2 separate regions of the Nomascus leucogenys genome follow, and region 1 is linked to region 2. Evidence: chromatin contacts called from public Hi-C data. All regions are on one chromosome and are shown on one strand. The core of a region is the stretch at or near the end of the contact, and the rest is flanking DNA. Distances in the headings are between cores, read along the strand shown.

Region 1 (2,700 bases), core at 172-2,671, 200 kb after region 2:
AAGCCAGTGATTCAACCAAATTACAGCATTTGGTGACAGCAACACCTGAATATATCGACACATATACCATTTGGTTCAGGGCACTCTCACTGGCGTTTCTTCCTTACAAGGGTTCTGAGAGGTGGGCAGATTCTCACACTGGAAGAAAATTAGACCCAGAAAGCAGTCTCACAGCCCATGTCACCCAGCAGTAATTGGTAGCACTCAGTACTAGAACACAGATCCCTTGACTGTCTATCCAGAACTGTGAGGTTTCGACCCCAGTTCAGAACCAGAATTCTGGCTGTTCAGATGAAAGTTTAGAGCTCTGCTGCAGAATCCTCCCATCCTCCTGTCACTAGTCACCTTGTGTCCGTTTCTTACAGAATACTCACTAATTCATTGAGTGAATAATTATTGAGGGTATACTGTGTGCCTGGTATTCTAGGCACTTGGGGAATACTGTGAGTAACTAAAAAAATAGACAAAACCCTTGCTGTGCTCTGATAGGGACATGTTGTAAATGTAAACGTGGGAGACTGAAAGTAAACAAGAAAAATATGTAGTATTCTGCCCTCCTTTTTTTTTTTTTTTGAGACGGAGTCTTGCCCTGTCTCCCAGGCTGGAGTGCAGTGGCACTATCTCGGCTCACTGCAACCTCCGCCTCCTGAGTTCAAGCGATTCTCCTGCCTCAGTCTCCTGAGAGCTGGGATTACAGGCGCCCTCTACCATTCCTATACAAAAATTTTTGTATTTTTAGTAGAGACGGGGTTTCACTATGTTGGCCAGGCTCATCTCGAACTCCTGACCTCATGATCTGCCCACCTCGGCCTCCCAAAGTGCTGGGATTGCAGGCATGAGCCACCACGCCCAGCCAGATATGTAGTATTTATATAAAGACTGTCAAGACAGTGATGAGTGCTGCGGAGAAAAATGAGGCAGAAAAGGAAGCTGGGGTGGGGTGGACAGTGTCCGTTTTCTCTTGATTCTTTGTACTTACTGTCTCATGCATGTGCTAAGCTTTCCAAGAGCCAAGGTTACGTGTGATCCGTCACACCCAGGTTCCTGCAGAGCAAGACCTTTGGAGTTGAGCTAGCTTTACACAGTAGAAGCAGGTGCAGGGGGTGTCTATTTACCCACTGAAATGCCCACGACCTGCCCATGTAAGAAGTGGGGAAGCCTGGATAGTGCCCAGGTAGGTTGGGGACGTAACCTGTACTGGTTTTTCTTTGATGTTAATTTGTTAAATCTAGAGCTCCCCCTTCTGTTAGAAGATGGGATCTCAGTAGTACTTTTAAGACTAGTTTCTTTTTTATCTTAAGATTCACAAAAAATTTTTTAAAATAAATACTGTTGGGACAATTGAAGCTTTCTTCTGGGACTGCTGTTGCTGAGGCCCAGCCCCCCGCTGGGGGTGGGGAGGAAGGAGGAAGAAGCACAAAGGCCCAGGCAGGATAGGGTCCTATCTATGCTCTCTTGCTACTTTTAGCATCTCCTTAACCCTGCACTCCTACCGCAGCCAGCAGCCTAGCAAAAGTTATCTCTGCTCTCAGTTTCACAGCTCTTTGGAAATTCTAGGGCAGGAGAAGTGAAACTGACCACAGTCTTATAAATTTCTCTCTTATTGCCTCTGTTCCCTACTTGAAGTGAGTCAGGCCTTTCCCTCTCATCCTCAGAGTGTCTTAAGTTGTTATTTGTCCTTACAGCCAAGTTTTTGACAAAAGGAGTCAGACCCTCCATTCATGGTGCAGCTTTTCTGGAGGCTCTTGGTTTGGTCTTGCCACCTGAGTGTTGTTTGCAGAAGTCGAGACTTGTGGTCTTTGTGTGGTATCCCCAGAATAGAGCTGAGCCCTTCGTGTCAGCTGTCGGTTGTGTGTGTTCCTTCACATACAATTGCCATGGGGTTCTTTTAGTCCTTAGAGATGAAATTCAAGTTAATTTTAGCAGCACTATAAATAACAGGTGCAGTGAAGAAGGAAATAGCGCCGAGTGGACATATCTTTTTGGTTTTAACTGTCCCTTTGAAACAGTTTGGCCACTTTATGATTCCTCGTGAGGTTGAGGAAGTAAGGTTAATCTGGCATGCATCTGTGCCCCTTCCTGTGTGCAGGTGTCCTGAGAATAATGTGAGGTCTAGCAGGCGTTCTTGGAGTCCTAGCTGATGGGGGATTTGCGGCTGACGGTCCAGTCATGGGCCAGGGTGTTTGTTAAAGTTACATTCCATGGGTGCACTTTATACAGCCCAAGCTTAGGCAGTGACAGTTCCCATTAGGAGTCATATTTTGGTTTCTACCAAAACTGTTTGAATGGGGTAGCTAAACCATAAAGATAAATGCTTACTCAGGTGTCATTGCCTTCACTTCAACTGATATTTATAGTACTACTAACAGTAACGTGATTTTTTTTTTTTTTTTTTTTGGGACGGAGTCTCGCTCTGTTGCCCAGGCTAGAGTGCAGTGGCGCGATCTCAGCTCACTGCAAGCTCCGCTTCCCGGGTTCACGCTATTCTCCTGCCTCAGCCTCCCTTGTAGCTGGGACTTCAGGTGCCCGCCACCACCACGCCTAGCTAATTTTTTGTATTTTTAGTAGAGACAGGGTTTCACCGTGTTAGCCAGGATGGTTTCGATCTCCTGACCTCGTGATCTGCCTCGACCTCCCAAAATGTTGGGATTACAGGCGTGAGCCACCATGCCCAGCCAGTAACATGAATTTAAGATGCCT
Region 2 (2,700 bases), core at 183-2,682:
GAGTTCACCAATGGGCAGTCCCAGAAGCCTTTGAGGGGGGAAAGGGGGTCATAGTGAGAATTTACCCTGGAATGTAAAGTGAGCGGCCCCTTTTCAGTCTTTGCGTCTTCACGCGGGTCCGCCCCAAACCTAGAAGAACGCCCCTGACCCCTTCTTCTTCTACCTACTGTTACTCCTTCCTCTGACTCTGGTGACCCCATCCTCGGACGCCTTCCGGAAAGCGCTTCCCCCTTTTCCACCCCATCGAGTTGGGGTTATTTCTCCTTTTCTGGGCTCTCTCCCATTGCTGGGGAGGAAGGGGGATACGAAGGGCCTGCCTGACCGCGACTGTCATCACAGTGGGCCTGGGTTACCTTCTTTCTCTCTCCCCTTTTGCCTTTCTCCTTTCTCCCTGTTGCAGTCATGGACTTCACTCATTATACATATACATATACATATACATATACATATACATATACATATACATATACATATACATATACATATACATATACATATACATGTTTTTAAATCGGGCAGCCACCCGCTCCCCGCCCTCAGCCCAGAATAGGTGCAGAGAGGTGCCCGGGTTCACTTGCGGAACGTGTGGCCTCTGCGCCTAACGCGCGCCCCTTCACTACACAAATGGGTGCGGGCAAGGGTATAGGATTTTAGAATTCCAAGAGTTGTCGAAGGTCATCCCGTGGAATCCTCTCTTTTGCAGATGCTCTTCCTGGAGCCTTCCGATGCAAGCTCTTGGGCTCACGCAGCCCTTTTCCTCTTCTAAGCCCAGAGCGCTTTCGCTGCTGCTGATCTCCACGGCCTCGGCAGGTAGGGAGGGGTAGGCAGGTGTCAGTGTCCTCCCTTTCACCGTTGGGGAAACTGACTCAGAGAAGCTAGTTGACGGGCCTCGGCGGGGCGGGACTGTAACGGGAATTCAGGGCTTCAGGCCAGAGCGGAATTTATTGTGTCTCGTTTTGGGAAGCGTGAACGTGAAATGATCGACTTCGGAGCCCCAGGCGGAGACCCTTCAGTCCCCGAGAAGAATCGGGATGGGGTCTGGGATTACTCGCGCCTGGGCATTGACCCCTTGGCAACTTGGCAAGGTCCGGCGGGGTCCACCGCCCTTCCCTTCACAGGGTGACCAGAGGGCTGAGGCCTCTTTAAGGTCCAGCGCTCCGCCCCCGGCTCGTCGCCGACCTCCTCGCCGCGGCTCAGCCAGTTCCAGACTTTCCTCAGAGATGAGGTCATCTCCCCGTTGCCCATTGGCTGCGCCGTGCCGTCAATCATAGGAAGTCACGCCGCCGTCTTCGCCTTCTTCGTGCCGCTTCCTTCTCCTCCCGCCCCTTAGTCAGCCGATCACGACCCCGAGCAGGCCTCTGATTGGCTAGCGCCGCCGTCACTTCTCTAGCGGGCAGTAGTCAGGACGAGAGGCGGGCGTGGTGGGCGGACCCGCAGCTTCCGCGGCTGAGAGGAGCCGGCGGTGGCAGTGTCTGTGGTGGCCGCGGCGGCGAGAGCGACGGTCCCATCCTTCCCACTCTCTCGGTTGCCGCTGGCCACACGCCCTCCGCTGGCGGCGACTTCTCAGCTCCGTGCGCCCGGGCTGGACAGTGAGCCTCGAGAGGAGACGGGGGCGGCTAGAGCCGGAGTGGGGCGAGCCGCGGAACCCGGCCAGGAGCCGCGCGAGGCGGTGAGTGAGAGTCGGGGTTGGGGACCCCTCCCCCACCGCGGCCCCGCCCCGCCCGGAGCATCCTTTTTCCCCCCCGACCCCGCTGCGCGCGTCCTCGGGGGGTCGGGCGAGGCGGCCCTCGCGTCCCCGGCCCTCTTCTCGCCGGCCTTCTGCCCCTGCCCTCGGGGCCGGAGTCGCAGAGCGGCGGTCACTGTGCCGGGGCTGGGACCCGGGCCGGGGCCGGGGCCGGGGCCGGGGCGGGCGCGGTCGTGCACCTGTGCACCGCCTGGCAGGGCCGTGCTGCACGGGGCGGGGAGGCACGGAGGTCCTCGCCCTTGCTTCTCCGGGGATGTGTTTTGATTGCAGGGGCGGGGTGTCGGCTGCTTTCTCTGGGGTCTTGTGCAGACCTTCAGGATCCAAGTGCAGTCCTCGGGATTCCCAGGCAAGGAGGCTCAACTGGACTTTTTGGTGCCAGTATAGCAACCTGAATGCTGCCAGGTGTACAGGGCTCTGCAGATCTGAAACTTGATGGCCGAGAACTTTACCTTGTAAGAAAGCGTCTGTCAGGACGCTGATTGCAGTCCACCCTCCCAGCTTCGGGTACCTTTGATACTCCATAGTGCCTAGGGCTGGACCTTTTGAGTCGACTCCCAAACCTGCCACTTGCTAGCTGTGTAATCTTGTGCCTTGGTTTCCTCGTCTGAAAAATGAGGATAATAGCACCAATCGCATACGGCTGTTTGTTGTAAGTGTCGAATGAAATAATTCACGTGAAACGTTTGACACAATGCTTGGCCCATAGTAAGGGCCCAAGAAAATGTTTGCTTTTGGGATGTTGAGAATGACTGGTTTGCCCGTGTTCCTTTAAGCACTAGCCCAGGTTGGCTTTGTCAAGATTTCTCTCTGTTGTCTCCCTGTTATGCAGCGTAACGAAAGGGCAGTTGAATAGTTAACTGCTTGCCAGCCTCTATTTGGCATGAAGTGTGTGTATATACAGGAATGTGGAACACATCACTTAAATATAATAATGGAATTACCCCATGCTTCATATG

Evidence for each region. Hi-C and Micro-C count contacts between places; a contact is called where the count stands out from the background.
Region 1: a contact with region 2 is called in a Hi-C map of a lymphoblastoid cell line, with 4 times the contacts expected there. The contact joins the enhancer-like site here to the promoter of MRTFA in region 2. A contact is called at or near these places in 2 of 4 Hi-C or Micro-C datasets (a lymphoblastoid cell line and an unstated tissue).

What each region holds. Positions count from the first base shown.
Region 1 is chr7b:10,073,875-10,076,574 of Asia_NLE_v1, forward strand. All of the region lies in intron 3 of MRTFA (myocardin-related transcription factor A), which reads left to right. Among named protein-coding and RNA genes, the nearest start is that of SGSM3, 59 kb to the right of the region's middle. Within about 2 kb of position 1,422, the one cell type or tissue checked has an H3K27ac peak away from gene starts, as active enhancers do. A contact at or near this core is called in a lymphoblastoid cell line, where this site is marked.
Region 2 is chr7b:9,876,279-9,878,978 of Asia_NLE_v1, forward strand. It overlaps MRTFA (myocardin-related transcription factor A), which reads left to right and starts at 1,433. Exons shown (of 14, transcript XM_030815487.1): 1 at 1,433-1,669.